5 separate regions of the Mus musculus genome follow, and regions 1, 2, 3 and 5 are each linked to region 4. A link is a contact called in public HiChIP or PLAC-seq and promoter capture Hi-C data. All regions are on one chromosome and are shown on one strand. Each heading gives the region's core, a stretch centred on a gene start, on an enhancer-like site or on the middle of the called end of the contact. The rest is flanking DNA. Distances are from core to core; before and after follow the strand shown.

Region 1 (2,700 bases), core at 106-2,605, 340 kb before region 4:
CCACACACCCTTCCAGTGATCTCAGAGCCAGTGCACCCACCACTTCCTCTGCCTGGAATCTGCTTCCTTCCCTCGTAAGCTGGTTGACAGCTTCCTCCTTCAGACTCCTCTGCCAACCTCCAGAATAAAATAAACAACTCCCTTTGCACTGTGGGAGCTCAGTACAAAGGGAGGCTCCTCTATAGTACACTCAAGGAAGGCAAGACTCCTTCCATTTGTGTTCCCTGGTGTATCTTCAGGCCTGCAGCCCAGAGCCAGGTGGATGATAAAGGGTCTAGTACTCTTGTGACTCCATCCATCCACCGATCAATCCACCTGTCACTTGCTCTTGAATTCACTTAGCACTTATCCACCCAAACATCTATCTATTCATCCACCCATTCATTTATCCACTTGATAATGCATCTATTCATCCACTCAAATATCCACCCATCCTCTATCCATCCCTCCCTCCCTCCCTCCCTCCATCCATCCATCCATCCATCCATCCATCTATCCATCCAACTATCCATCCATCCATCCATCCATCCATCCATCCATCATTCCATCCATCCATCCATCATTCCATCCCTCCCTCCCTCCCTCCCTCCATCTATCCATCCACCCATCCATCCAACTATCCATCCATCCATCCATCCATCCATCCATCCATCCATCCACTCTCTTATCTACTGACACATCCACCCACCTACCCCAGCATCTGTCTGCTCACCCACCACCTGTTCATCTTCCCTTCCATTTGCATGTATCCCACCAGCCACCTGTCCTCCACCCACCCACACATATCATTGTTTATCCATTGACCCATCTACATATTCATTCACTTACCTATTCATCTCCCTACCATCTGTTCACAACCACCCACCCATTCATCTACTTATCTCTCTACCCACCCACTCACTACCCACCCACTCACCCACCCACCATCCACCCATCCATCTACTTATCCATCCATCCCTTCACCTATCATGTACCTATCCTCCCATCTACTGAGACAAGCAGAGTGACAGGGTTGTCACACAGGATCAAGGGAGAAATGCTTCCTTCCCTCTCAGAGCCTATATCATCTTGGTCCTGCAGGGAATGGTCCTGTCTGCTGATGGATCTGCAGGCCTTAGGCCTTGAACACCTTGCTGTGGCTGTGGATGGCCTTGTGCTGTGTGCAGATGATGGCTCAAAGCAAGGCTACCACATTTGCATCTTTTACCATTTTGGTCTCAGTTTTGTAGAGGAAACTTTTCTGGAACTCTTTTAAAAACCAGAAGAAAAAAAAAAAGCACAGGAAATCATGTCTTGTGTTCTTGGTAGTTAAACTTGTGCTAAGTTTGAACACAGCCTTCTTCCTTTCCTTCCTTCCTCCTTTCTTGGTTTTCTTTTATCTTTCTCTCTCAAGTGTGAAGTGAAGAACATGTTGCAGGGAGGTGTGTGTGGGGGGAGTGCTGACCTGCAGTGTGAGGTGGGGGGAGTGCTGGCCTGCAGTGTAAGGTGGGGGGGAATGCTGGCCTGCAGTGTAAGGTAGGGGGGAGTGCTGGCCTGCAGTGTGAGGTGGGGGGAGTGCTGGCCTGCAGTGTAAGGTGTGTGTGGGAGAGAGTGCTAGCCTGCAGTGTAAGGTGTGTGTGGGGGAGAGTGCTGGCCTGCAGTATAAGAGGGGGGAGTGTTGGCTGGCCTGCAGTGTCAGGTGTGGGGGAGTGCTGGCCTGCAGTGTAAGGTGGGGGGGGAATGCTGGCCTGCAGTGTAAGGTGGGGGGGAATGCTGGCCTGCAGTGTAAGGTAGGGGGGAGTGCTGGCCTACAGTGTGAGGTGTGTGTGTGTGTGTGTTGCTTTCAGTGTAAGGTGGGGGTGGTGCTGGCCTGCAGTGTGGTGTGGGGGTAGTGCTGGCCTGCAATGTGAGGTGGGGGTAGTGCTGGTCTGCAGTGTGAGGTGTGTGGGGGTGCTAGTCTGCAGTGTGAGATGGGGTGGGGTTTGCTGGTCTGCAGTGTGAGGTGTGTGTGTATGTGGAGGGGGAGTTCTGGCCTTCAGTGTGAGGTGTGTGTGTGGGGTGCTGGCCTGCAGTGGAAGGGAGTGGGAATGGGGCTTGGACACTACAGGATGCCCAAGGGAGAAGATGCCTTTTGAACAGGATGATTGTGGTGCGATGAAATACAGGCAGAGAGCAGGGATGATGTCCAGTCGTGAAATGGCTCTGCGGGAGCCCCAGAGATGGCTGAGAGTGGCCAAATGTCCAGGATGTGACTGCTGTGAGTGCTGCACTGGTTATAGGGGGCTTTAGGCTCAGGAGGCCAGAGCCATGGCTGTGACCACTGCCAGGTGTCATGTGGGCGGGGCTGGGATGGAGGGAGAATGGTTTCTGTTGCTCTAGCTGTGGGAGGGAGCTCTGTGCCCCATGCTCTACCTTCCTCCTCTGTAAAGCCAGGATATCCTGGGACTCCTGTTTCTCAGATCCACGTGAAGGAGAAGGGAGAGTGCCCACGTGCTGGTCCCCAGTGTGATTTCCCCACATTGATGACCCTTGTCCAGGCAGCTAGGTGGATGCAAGTGACCAGAGAAAGCCATAGGTCAAAGGAACAGGGCATCCAGCTGGCATGGGGGGGGGTACTGTGAACCCCACAGAATCAGCTCTGCCTGGGGAGCTCCCAGGTTCAGAGTCAACCCCCGTTAGCATCCTGGTGTATGCTGTGGGTTTGGCCAGGTGAAGTCCTTG
Region 2 (2,700 bases), core at 174-2,673, 440 kb after region 4:
CCAGAGCACATCCCTAAAACCACCCCATGACTCTGGGGTCCGCCCCTTGGCCGACCTTCTCATCTGTTTCCTGAGTCCCTGTGACGACTTTGGATTCCTGTCTTGGGGGTCTGCCCCTAGAGGATCTCAAGTTCTTCCCAGCACCCCGCGGACAGTCAACACCCACCAAAGGGGTCCTTCCCCTCCCCCACAGTCCCTCGGCTTCGCGCCACAGACCGACAGTCCACAGCTGGCAACAGCCCAGAGACCTGGTGGGCTGGGGCAGGCACTGTGGTAGCGGCTGGTGCAGCGGGGTGCCGGGCCCCTGCTAGTAAACAACAAGAAACAACTCAGCAAAAAGAAACACCCGTGGATACAGAGAAAGAAGAATGGCTGCCATAGCCATTCTAGAAAGCACAGCAAGCCCACAGCTGAGGTGTCGAAGCTGCAGGAAAGAGGATCCCAGCTATTCAGGAGGCTGAGCCTGGAGCCTGAAGACCATTTGAGAGCATGACGGATGTCAAGACTTCCAGGCCAGCCTAGACTACTGAGGAACCCTGACTCAAAATGCAAAAATAAAATAAAATAAAACAAGATGAAAAAATAAGGGTCTGGAGAGATGGCTCAGGGGTTAAGAGCACTGCCTGCTCTTCCAGACGTCCTGAGTTCAATTCCCAGCAACCACTTGGTGGCTCACAGCCATCTGTCATGCGATCTGACGCCCTCTTCTGGTGGGTCTGAAGACATCGACAGTATACTCATATACATAAATCTTTTTAAAATTATATAAAATAAAAATCAGGCAGGCAGGGGCAGTATATGCCTTTAGTCCCAATACTCAGAGAGGCAGAAGCAGGTGGATCTCTTAGAGTTGGAGGCCAGCCTGGTTCCAGGATAGACCAGACTACATATATTCCCTCCTCCTGCGGACACTTCCCAGGTCTGTCAGGCTGGACGTTGGAGGGTTCTAAGACAAGGTCACCCCAGCACCTCCGACTAGAGTCAGTTACATGTCTTGTCTCGTGCCCTTGCTACAGGGCTCTTAGCGTCTTGCCCTACTGTGGTATTGTGAGCTTCCCGGGGGTTGACACTCTGTCAGCTCAGCCAGCTTGGCCATTACCTTTTCCTCCTGGGGTCGCTGGTATCATGGCCATCCCTTTGTTCCCTGTCTCCAGTGGTGACACGTCCCAGTTCTTTCAGTGGTTGTGACTGGTCTTTCTTCACTCTGCCCTCCAGTGTGCTGTGGGACACAGCATCACCACCATCATCCTCACTATCATCAGAGCGGGAAAGGGAAGAGGCCCACACGGGTTCTAATAACTTGCTACTCCCCAGACGCCTGTCAGCCTGCTCCCCATGGTCCTAGGGCTCCCTTGAAGTGTGTGGGAGAGGCAGCCACCTACTTGCCTGTGCACCGTCTGTGTCCCCCACAACCATGGTACTCCGTGGAAGCCAGCCTTCCAATGGAACTATGGAATGCTGGGAACAGAGGCTCCACAGTGATGACGGGGACAAGCCATTCCTCTCAGGCAGCCCTTGTCCCCCTCCTGGCTCCAGAAGGGCAGCATAGGCCCAGAAGCTGCAGGCGTGGACAGAAACGAGGTCTCCCGGGCTCCGGGTGCGGAAGGCTCAGTGGAAACTTTCTGAGTGGTTGTCTTCAAAAGGCCCACCTAGCACAGGACTCCAGAGAATGCTTCGTTGAGCCCGGAGCAGCTGTCCAGACCTGGTGTCCAGAGTGATCCAGCAGCTCCACGCAGCAAGCTCCAGAGATCAGCCACAGACTGGTGCCCCCCCACCCCAGGCAGCAATCGGCTGCATCATGGCCTCACTGGGGCACAGGCAAGTGGAGTCAGACCCAACCCCCAGCTGTTCTCTCAGCTCTGCCCCACATCTGACCCTCTCTAGCTCCTCATCCACACCTAGACAGCCAGGAAACTATATCTGCAGGCCTCACTGCAGCTATCTTAGCAACCTGGAGGCCATTCTTAGCAAGGCAATCCAGGTATATCCTCAGCCCCTTCGGGGGCTTCTGTGACGCTCAGGGAGCCACAATCCTTATCACGGCTCCTGGGGCAGTAGATAACGCTGAAGAGCCACACACGAGAGACTCCATCCAACTCTACAGCTCAGCCTCCTTCCCCGACGGTGCTCCTTGCTGCTCCACGGTGCCATGTGCTCCCTCTATGAAGCCTCCTGTCCCCTCAGCCCGAAATGTTCTGCCTGTCACCAGCCATTCTCCGCAGAACGGCAGGGCTATGCCTAGCTCCAGCCAGCCACTAGCCCATGTGGACTCCTCCCCAGTCTCCAGCCCAGGTGTTCCCTACTCAGGTGGCTCCTTGTGTCCTTTCTCCTTCCCACACTTCTCCACTGGCATCTTCTACAGGGACAGTGCAGAGACCTTGAACAAACATCCCGTCGTACATGGCCACCATCCCAGTGTGCATACAGAAAGAGGCCACCCTGGCCATTAAGAGGTGGGCACCACTGTGGCCTGTAAGGAGGGATGGCGGGGACAGTGAGGAGCTTCGAGGACATGCTCCTTCCTGTGCGGGAGGGAAAGCAAGATGGTGCAGCCACTGTCAGATCGAAGCAGGGTTGGTTTTTGTTGTTGTTGAAGTATTTCTGTGTATGTGTGTTTGCCTGAATATATGTTAGTGTGGCACATCCACACGGCACCCACAGTGCCAGAAGAAGGCACAGAAGCCCCTGGAACTGGAGTTA
Region 3 (2,700 bases), core at 71-2,570, 370 kb before region 4:
TATTTGGGAAATGAAAGGGGTATAAATGCACACAGGAGTCTGTTGTAGTAATCTGAGCGTGTCTGACTTCTGGACTCTGCCCTTCACAGCAAACACTTATTAAAACACTCCCATATTACTATTAAAGAATTTGAGCTGGACTATGGTGGCACACACCTTTAATCCCAGCCCTTGGGAGGCAGAGGCTAGCAGATCTCTGTGAATTTGAGGCCAGCCTGGTCTAGTTCGGGGACAGCCAGGGCTACAGGGAAACCCTGTCTTGGAAAACAAACAATAAACCCAATAATAATAGTAATAAAACAAATGAGCTTTGAAAAGTAGTTTTCATTTGAAATTCCTTGGCTCCAGGGAACTCCACTTGGCTTTTGACTGTTGGATGGTATTTATCATTGAACTAATACCCGGTAATGTCTTAAGTGCCTTTCAGGTATACCACAATGCTCATCAGGATAAACTAGAGTTAGAAGGTTCTGTTTGGAAAATCCTTATTTGAATTCGTATTTATTTGAAACCTAGCCGTATACTTCTTGTATTTGTGGACCAATCAAAAATTCTTGTCGCGGCTCCAACGTTTTCCTAAGTATTTTAAAAGCCAGACGGGTGAGAGTCCTGTAAGCGTGGCCGCAGGTGTGTAATTGGGCAGCCTGCAACGAAAGTCCCTCTCGACCCTCACCTAAGGCTCCCCGCTCCCACATCCTACTCAGGTTGGGAACAGGCTCGACCGGGCTCCTGACATCACTGGGGGACACAAGGGAACCGATAATGCGTAGCCTTCCTGGGGGCATCCCAGCCTCAGCGCTCGCGACTCCCCTGGTTTCCCAGATTTCCTGCGCAATTTCAGGCGGTCATCCTCCATCCAGGAGGGCGCGCTGCAAGTGGCTGTCACCCAGCACGCAGCTCTGGGACTGGTCTTTGCTCTGAAACTCCAGCCTGAGCAGCTGACACTCAGGGTGCCCCTGGACACGTGCCCGGGACAGAGGCTCTCCAAACCTGAACGACACCCCGAGGATGATCCGTGCATCACCAGCCTCCTTGACCTTAGGCAGACGCCCCAGCCCCCCGGCCATTTTTGGGGCAGCCCCCTCCCCCGCCGCCCCCGGAGTAAAGAGAGAAAAGGACTCCACGGGGTCGGGGACGTGCAAAAGTGATTTCTCGGAAAGAGAGCGCTTCAGAGAAGGCGGATTTGGCAGGCTGCGCTGATTGGGCCGCGCCAGCGCCCCTCCCGCTCCTCAATTAGCTCGCGCGACCGTCGCTCTGCGCGCGGGACCCGCCTTCTCCCCCGCCCCATCTATAAAAGCAGGCGCGCGCGTACGGGCCTCCAGGAGCCCGCGGGCGGTCCCGGAGGCGCGGGCAGCGTGGGAACCGGCGGCAGGTAGGACGCGATGGGGTGGGCGCGGGGGCCGGGGCTGTGGCTCTCCCACCTTCGCCCAAACGGAGTGCACAGCACGTTAGCAGGTGCTTGCTCTGGCTGCTCTCCAAAAACAACAACAACAACCAACAACAACAACAACAACAAAACCCAACCAAATGAACAAACACCTCTCCCTTTAAAATCTGCCTGATGGCCAACTTCATAATGAAGAGAAATAGATCTGCCAATCACCGCGCGGCAGCCCGGCTTCCATGCATGAACTATCCAAAGCTCGCGACTGGGCTCGCCCAGGGACCGACTGGCTTTGATTCTGACTAGTGGCAATCTGATTGCCCAGTGGCGCTGGACTTCTCTGATTGTCCAGTGGCCCAGCTGGCCCCGGAAGGAAAGTCTTCCGTGTGGGTCCCACACAGCTCTCAAGACCAGATTTGCTGTGAGCTTGGCCCCAGGCTATAGGGGCAGACTTTTCCCCTGGTGAGAAAGATTACTTACCCACAGCCGGGAAGGGCGTTCAGGGGGTAGAAACTAATAGAAACCATTCACTAGAATCTTAAAATGGTAGATCACTGTTTTGTTTGTTTTTGTTTTGTTTCTGATACAGGGTATCACTCTGTAGCCCAGGCTCATTCCAATGAGCTCCCGGTTATCCGCCTACCTCTTCTGAGTGTTAGGATTTCAGGCGGAGCTTGGGGGGTGCCCAGGTGCTCAATGGCCCTGTTTTTTTCTTTTAAAGTCAAACGATAAGAGCAGTTTCGTGACAGTTCTAGGTTTGTCCCTTTAAGTTATGGCAGGCTCCTTCATGAAGAACTGGGACCGATTCAGTGTCCCTGAGGAAGCTTGGGGCCAGAAAGAGATGGGTCTGTGATGGATTTCCGTTCAGTGGTGGTCAGACTGTGGCCCAGGGCTGAATGAAAGGGATTACGGTGTGGTGTGAGCCCCGCCAAACATGGCTGGTGCAGATGTTGACAGCTGTGTTAGGCGAGCCTCTGTCCCCTGCCTTGTGAGAAGCCTGACCTAAGACACGTTGCTCTAGATGTAAGTTAGCTGTAGGCAGGATTGGGCCCACAGGGAATGCTGCCTCAAAATCAAGAAGAGGAAGCTAGAATCATGTGAGCGTGTTTATAAACCATTAATTGTCCATAGTTGTAAGAGAGTCAGGCTATGCCTGTCTAGGACCTCAGATTGGCCTCCAAGGCAATAGAGGAGATTGTCCAGGTGCTGAGAGCCGGACCCTGTCAGGTGTTCTTTCATCTGCAGAATGAATGAAAGAAAGCATCCCTTCTGTGTGTACTGTCACTGGCAGGGTGCTGGCAGTTTGTGCTGTGCCT
Region 4 (2,700 bases), core at 48-2,547:
TACCTGCCACTGTGACACCACTTGCATAGGAATTTGCGACCGAGTCAGACCAGCTTAAGATAACCAAAAGTATTAGTTTTCCCTCGAGCTCCCTGGCCAGTTGAGAGAAGCACCTTCATTTCTGCTAGGAAGCTGGAACACACTGAAACCAACTGTAAATCAATCTGTAGTCTTTCCTCGGCAGTGCTAGGGGTTCCTGCATCCCAGGCAAGCTCTCTACGAGTGAGCTACACACCTTTTTGAGGCAGGGTGTCTCTCTGATCAAAATGGGGCTTGAACCTTTAAGTGCTCTTCCTTCAGCCCCCAAATAGTGAGGTTACGGGTGTGCCACCAGGTCTGGCTAGAAGGTCATCTTTTGAACTAGTTAGTGATCCAGTGGGTCACACCTGGGGCTTTAAGTGTGCTAAGCAAGAACACTATCACTGAGCCACACTCCCAACATGTCCTTTAAACTGTTAAATCTTACAAATGACCTTACAAACCTCACAAGGCAGGCGTATAGAAAGTACATTTGTCTTCCTTGATATTTATAGCTGGTGCAAGCCTTTAATCCGAGCTCTTGGGAGGCAGAGGCGCTCTAAATCTCTAAATTTTGAGGCCAGCCTGAAATACAGAGTGAATTCTAGGGCAGCCAGGATTACACAGAGGAACCCTGACTCGAAGAAAACAAAACAAAACAAAGCACAAAGATGTATTTATTGTATATGTGCACCGCCAGCAACCGAACCGGCGGGGTGTGCATGCAGGTGCGGGAGGGCACTGGGTCCCTTCCCGTGGAACTGGACTTGTGAGTCACCGCATAGGCTTGCTGGGCCTTTCTCCCTCCTCTCTTCTCCACCTCCCTCCCTTCCTCTCCCGCTCGCTCTCCTCTTTCACTTCTCTCCTCTCTCTCCCTTCCTCCCTCTCTCTCCTGCTGGTATCACAGCGTTTGCACCAGCAGACCCCACTGACCAGCAATGGTTGCCTTCCCTACTTTCGCGGCCGGTGCACTTGTCGAGAACGCTTTGCAGCGCGGGCCGGGTGCCTGCTGGGCGAGTGCTCGCCGCCGCTGCGCGACCTCCCCAGCCTGGCTGGCTAAAACCTGTCCAGCCAAGCAAGGCGAGGATGGGACTGATCCTCCCTCCCGGCTGCCAGCCTCGGCGTCCCAGCCGTACCAGGCCGAGCCGCGTCCTCCCCCACGCATGCGGACCACGGGAACAACCGCGCCGTCCCAGCCTCGGTTTCCCCATCACCCTCGGTCTTCCTCACCCTCCTGGGTCTCCATGGCTAACACGTCACCGAGCGACGCCCCGTAGCATGTCCCCGCGCGCTAGTGACGCCAGACGCCAGCGCTTCGTGCTGCACCTGCGCACTGAAGCTAGTGACCCGCAAGGTTCGCGCACGCGCGGTTGGTGCAGTGGGCGGACTCCCGTTCTGGGTTTGGGGTTCCCTGCAGTAGTAGCACCGACGCATTAGAGGACCAGAGGTCACCGCTGGAACTGCCTTGCAACGCGGATGCCCAGGATTTCCCGAGACACACACGCACACAACACGCATACATTTATACCGTATGGAACATATAACACTCTAGGGCGGACGAGATGGTTCAGCGAGATAAAGGCGCTTGTTGCTAAGCCTGACAACTTGAGTTCGATTCTCAGGACCCACACAGGGTAAAAGGAGAAAAATGACTCCCGAAAGTTGTCTTTTGAGCTTCACAAGCTCTGTGTGTGTGTGTGCGAGTATGTATAGTACCTATAGAAACATCCCTTGAAATTCAAGGTTAACAAGGAAACCTGTTTATAGGAGTGGATCTAGGGTTTCCAACTTTCTTTTCTGTACCATGAATTGTACCAGGAACACGTGGTTAGACATAAAAATAAAGACTGTTTATAAAGGAAAGGCACTCCTGAAATGAAGAGGGTTGTAAGTCAGGGACAGCTTGGTCGATTTTGTGTGTGTGTGTGTGTGTGTGTGTGTGTGTGTGTTCCCAATGCTTGTAGTCAGCATACTGTGCATTTGGAGCATCTGTTGGGCTAAGGATGTACAAGTCTGCACTGGCCACTCAGCTCCACACATCCTAGCCTCTGATTGGGGGATGTGAGGGCAGCTATTGTCTGATTGGGGGATGTAAGGGCAGCTAGTGTCTGTTTTGCAGCTTTGCCTTTGCACCTTGAACAGACAAGGCTTCCCTGAACTGCCCTGTACCTGAGAAAGGTGGCGTCATGGGTGCCATCTTCACGGATTCCCCGGTTGGTTAGAGATTGTTAGCACTCAGTCCTTCCTGCCCACTAATCACCAAAATGATTAGTACACTTTTTTTTTTTTTTTTTTTGAGACAGGGTCTGACTATGCAGCCCTGGCTGGCCTTGAAACCACAGACCCACTTGTCTCTTCTCCCAAGGGCTGTGAAGTTGTGAGCCACCATGCCTGGCTAATGTTTGCCTTTCCTGCCCTTCCCCAACCCCAGCTTCCTTTTTCTCTTCCTCTTCCTCCCTCATTTCTTCCTTTCTTCTGTCTCTTCCTGTTCCTTTAGGTGTTTTGAGACAGGGTTGTACTCTGTCCTGACCTTGAACTCACAATCCTCCTGCCTCAACCTCCCAAACTCCCATGTGCTAGGAGTACAGCCCAGTGTCACCGCACCTCAGCTTGCATGTTCTTGCGTGTGTGTGTGTGTGTGTGTGTGTGTGTGTGTGTGTGTGTGTGTTTTGGAGTCATGCT
Region 5 (2,700 bases), core at 35-2,534, 370 kb after region 4:
GAGTGAGCACTCCACTGGATGCCCTCTTTTCTCTGTTTTAGGTGCTGTGGAGCCGGCACTCTGATAGCACTGTCGGGTTGTTTTGGTTTGGTTTGGTTTTTGGTTTTGTTGTTTTGTTTTGGTTTTGTTTGTTTTTGAAGCCAGCAACAAGCAGTTAAGTAACTCAAGTCCCCGTATTTTTCTGCACGTCCCTACCTTCCTTTTCCCAAACGTCATGAGAGAGGGCTATGTTGGAGCCTGGACAGGGACAGTCCACCTAAGCACCAGTTGTTCCGTCTTACTCTGAAGTCAACACCAGCAGCAAAGGGCTGAAAACCAGGCTGTCCTGATGAGAATCTGGTTATCCAAGGTTCCTGCTAATTGCTGGTGACACATAGACGGTGACTAAAACCAATGAAATGCCTTTGTTTTCAGGAAACTAGATGCTTCGAGGAGGTCTCTGGGGAGGAGGAAGAGGGTGAGCGGGAAGGGAGTGGATGTCAGTGATGGGAGGGAAACCAACAAATTACAATAGCATACATCTCAAAACAACAGACTCTTGGTTGTCACCGAGGGAAGGGAAGAAAGGGGTAAGGAGGGACATGCTCCAAGTGTGTCAACCACAACTGAATGTGGCCTTACATACCCAGTGTAATAAAAATAAAAAATAATAAAAAATAAACAAAAAAACAATCTTTGGGGTGTGTGTGTGTTTGTACATGTACATATACATCACACACCAAAAAAAGAAAATGGAAAAAAATGTATTACTTTGTGCACTGACTTTAAAAAATGTTTTAAATGCTCTACTTAAGCCAGCTATTTATTCTATCATCAATATCCTTAAAATGCCACTAATGCCCCAAAACAATTTCTCTCTTGATATAACTGAAGAGGACCAGCCCAAGGCCCATATCAGTGTCAAAGTCAGGAACTGGAAGATGAGAGAGCCAGCTTCCCATCCCAGAGCAGCTCAGAGCTGAGAGAGACAGGACATTCCACCCTAAGAATGATTCACCTCCATCCAGCCTTCAGACGCTCAGAGGCGTCTTTCTGTGTGTCCCTGGAAGGTGAGTGCTTCCCTAACATGCAGCCCTTGGGCTCCTCAGAACCCTTCTCTAAACAGGTTGAATTCTTGTAAACTCTCCAAGAAAGTTCCAAATTCCATCCTTGCAACCCCAGACCCGGGACCCTAATGGGGCGGGCGGTTTCCTTTTTCCTCAGCCGGCAACTTTTCCAAACAGGACAGGAAGATGAGTAGTCTTCAAAGAATTCTTCATGTTCGTCCGAAAACGCAGATTCCCATCTGTCTGGAGGTTGCTTTTGGGCCAAAGCCACAGGGATCATGGAGTGCCTTTGGATGCTCTGATGAGCTCTGGGCAGTCCAGTTTCACCCCAGTGAGTAGGCCCAGCCTCTTTTCCCTACACCCTGGAGCTCACTGGAGCCCCTGTACCTGCAGCCTCTGGTAGGCCCCCCACTCGAGGGGCTGGCGGACCTGAAAGGCCCACATCTGCTACCCTGGCCACAGTGATCTATGTTCCCACCGCCAAGGCCTGCGGTGCCAGCCCCACGTCGAGAGCTGGATTGTGGTGGTCTGTCTGTGTTTGTTGAAATTGGGCCTGGAGCAAGGGCCTCGCCGGCGAGACTCCCTGGAATGTGCGCAAGCCCTGTGCAGCCAGCTCTGTCAGCAAGCTCAGGAAATGGCTGCAGGGCTGGGCCAGCGCAGGCTCCCCCAGAAGACATCATCAGGAGGGGACCGAGGGACAGATGCAGCTGCCAGAACAGAGGTCCCTTTTGTGTGGGCGCAACCATCCTATTCTCTCCAGGTTTACAGTATGAGGTCCTGATTTATCTGGACCAAGTAAAAAATTCAAATAGGAAACTAGAATTTTTTCATTTGCCTCACAGAGCATTTTCCAGAAAGAAAACTAAAGCATGCTGTGTTTGAAGCTGCAAGCATAGGCCCTAGTATCAAAATAACAATAGAGGTGCATTAGTGTGTCAAAGTAACCATAGAGGTGCATTAGTGTGTCCGAGTAACAATCAATGCACATTAGTGTGTCAAAGTAACCATAGAGGTGCATTACTGTATCAAAGTAACAATGGAGGTGCTTTAGGAGTCTAGAGGGCATCTGGCCTGCATTTATATCTGTGGACCACAGGCCTGCAGAGGCCAGAAGAGGTTGTCAGATCCCCTGGAACTGGAGGTACAGACAGTTGTGAGCCACCAGCAGCCCTATTGGTAGTTCCCAGGGGTCAGCTGTGACAAGACTCACAAAACGAGGTACAGCTGGTAGAGGCCACCCCTGTACATGACAGATGTGGTTCATTAGACTCTATAAATATGGGACCATGGCAGGGTGAAGTGGGCAGGGTAGACATAGTGGGACATGAGTGGAGACCCACGGAGGCTGCCAGTCTGAAAGCGAGGAGCTGGGCTGGGCTCTAACATCTGGCGTGGGACTGGTCTCATTTCTTAACGTTCTGGGATGTGGAAGGAGTGATGTCCACCGGCTGGTCAGTATGGAGTGAGGAAATGTGTGTCAGACAGCTTTGTCCATCGCCAAATCGTCCCCCTGACCCAACAGCTTAGAACAACATCTTCTGCTGTAGCTCACATTCCCATTGGCCAGCAGCGCTCAGTCTGCAGGCAGCTCTCCCACTTACAGACTTGGGGCTTTCCGCCTGTCCTGTAGTGATGGCCTGGGATAGGGCCAGAC

The links. Promoter capture Hi-C pulls out the DNA fragments that hold promoters and counts their contacts. HiChIP or PLAC-seq counts read pairs in DNA pulled down with a chosen protein or histone mark. Capture Hi-C pulls out chosen DNA fragments and counts their contacts.
Region 1: a contact with region 4 is called in an H3K27ac HiChIP or PLAC-seq map of microglia, with 6 times the contacts expected there. The contact joins the enhancer-like site here to the promoter of Mthfsd in region 4. A contact is called at or near these places in 6 of 39 promoter capture datasets (the SN4741 cell line, embryonic stem cells, hippocampal neurons and 2 more), 4 of 115 datasets of contacts at active chromatin or transcription factors (forebrain, large pre-B cells, memory CD8 T cells and 1 more) and 1 of 9 other capture datasets (pancreatic islet).
Region 2: a contact with region 4 is called in a promoter capture Hi-C map of embryonic stem cells, with 6 times the contacts expected there. The contact joins the promoter of 1700018B08Rik here to the promoter of Mthfsd in region 4. A contact is called at or near these places in 21 of 39 promoter capture datasets (the 3T3-L1 cell line, 3T3-L1-derived adipocytes, the C10 cell line and 14 more), 4 of 15 datasets of contacts at CTCF or cohesin (embryonic stem cells, large pre-B cells and pro-B cells), 12 of 484 Hi-C or Micro-C datasets (the G1E-ER4 cell line, the HL-1 cell line, cerebral cortex and 3 more), 34 of 115 datasets of contacts at active chromatin or transcription factors (the 230-238 cell line, VIP interneurons, acute myeloid leukemia and 21 more) and 3 of 9 other capture datasets (adipose tissue, liver and pancreatic islet).
Region 3: a promoter capture Hi-C map of adipose tissue shows a contact between it and region 4. The contact joins the promoter of Irf8 here to the promoter of Mthfsd in region 4. A contact is called at or near these places in 4 of 39 promoter capture datasets (embryonic stem cells, hippocampal neurons, liver and 1 more), 1 of 15 datasets of contacts at CTCF or cohesin (large pre-B cells), 1 of 484 Hi-C or Micro-C datasets (embryonic stem cells), 5 of 115 datasets of contacts at active chromatin or transcription factors (embryonic stem cells, forebrain, large pre-B cells and 2 more) and 1 of 9 other capture datasets (adipose tissue).
Region 5: an H3K4me3 HiChIP or PLAC-seq map of craniofacial prominence shows a contact between it and region 4, with 10 times the contacts expected there. The contact joins the enhancer-like site here to the promoter of Mthfsd in region 4. A contact is called at or near these places in 9 of 39 promoter capture datasets (the HPC-7 cell line, cranial neural crest, embryonic stem cells and 6 more), 2 of 15 datasets of contacts at CTCF or cohesin (the NIH/3T3 cell line and embryonic stem cells), 1 of 484 Hi-C or Micro-C datasets (embryonic fibroblasts), 28 of 115 datasets of contacts at active chromatin or transcription factors (the 230-238 cell line, the SCID.adh cell line, SST interneurons and 19 more) and 4 of 9 other capture datasets (adipose tissue, embryonic stem cells, liver and 1 more).

The regions. Positions count from the first base shown.
Region 1 is chr8:120,763,431-120,766,130 of GRCm38.p6, forward strand. No RefSeq gene overlaps it. Among named protein-coding and RNA genes, the nearest start is that of Gm39266, 5.4 kb to the right of the region's middle. Within about 2 kb of position 1,356, at least 36 of the 459 cell types and tissues checked have an H3K27ac peak or open chromatin away from gene starts, as enhancers often do. A contact at or near this core is called in memory CD8 T cells and microglia, where this site is marked.
Region 2 is chr8:121,542,905-121,545,604 of GRCm38.p6, forward strand. 1700018B08Rik (RIKEN cDNA 1700018B08 gene) reads right to left here and starts at 1,424. Exons shown (of 9, transcript NM_001382232.1): 1 at 1,387-1,424; 2 at 1,100-1,252. The coding sequence starts at 1,133. It overlaps 1700030M09Rik (RIKEN cDNA 1700030M09 gene), which reads left to right and starts at 1,484. Exons shown (of 3, transcript NR_045903.1): 1 at 1,484-1,818; 2 at 2,363-2,453.
Region 3 is chr8:120,735,038-120,737,737 of GRCm38.p6, forward strand. Irf8 (interferon regulatory factor 8) reads left to right here and starts at 1,321. Exons shown (of 9, transcript NM_008320.4): 1 at 1,321-1,372.
Region 4 is chr8:121,107,040-121,109,739 of GRCm38.p6, forward strand. Mthfsd (methenyltetrahydrofolate synthetase domain containing) reads right to left here and starts at 1,298. Exons shown (of 9, transcript NM_001372381.1): 1 at 1,249-1,298. The coding sequence starts at 1,264.
Region 5 is chr8:121,476,752-121,479,451 of GRCm38.p6, forward strand. No RefSeq gene overlaps it. Among named protein-coding and RNA genes, the nearest start is that of Gm26747, 59 kb to the left of the region's middle. Within about 2 kb of position 1,285, at least 35 of the 459 cell types and tissues checked have an H3K27ac peak or open chromatin away from gene starts, as enhancers often do. A contact at or near this core is called in the NIH/3T3 cell line, craniofacial prominence, embryonic fibroblasts and 2 more, where this site is marked.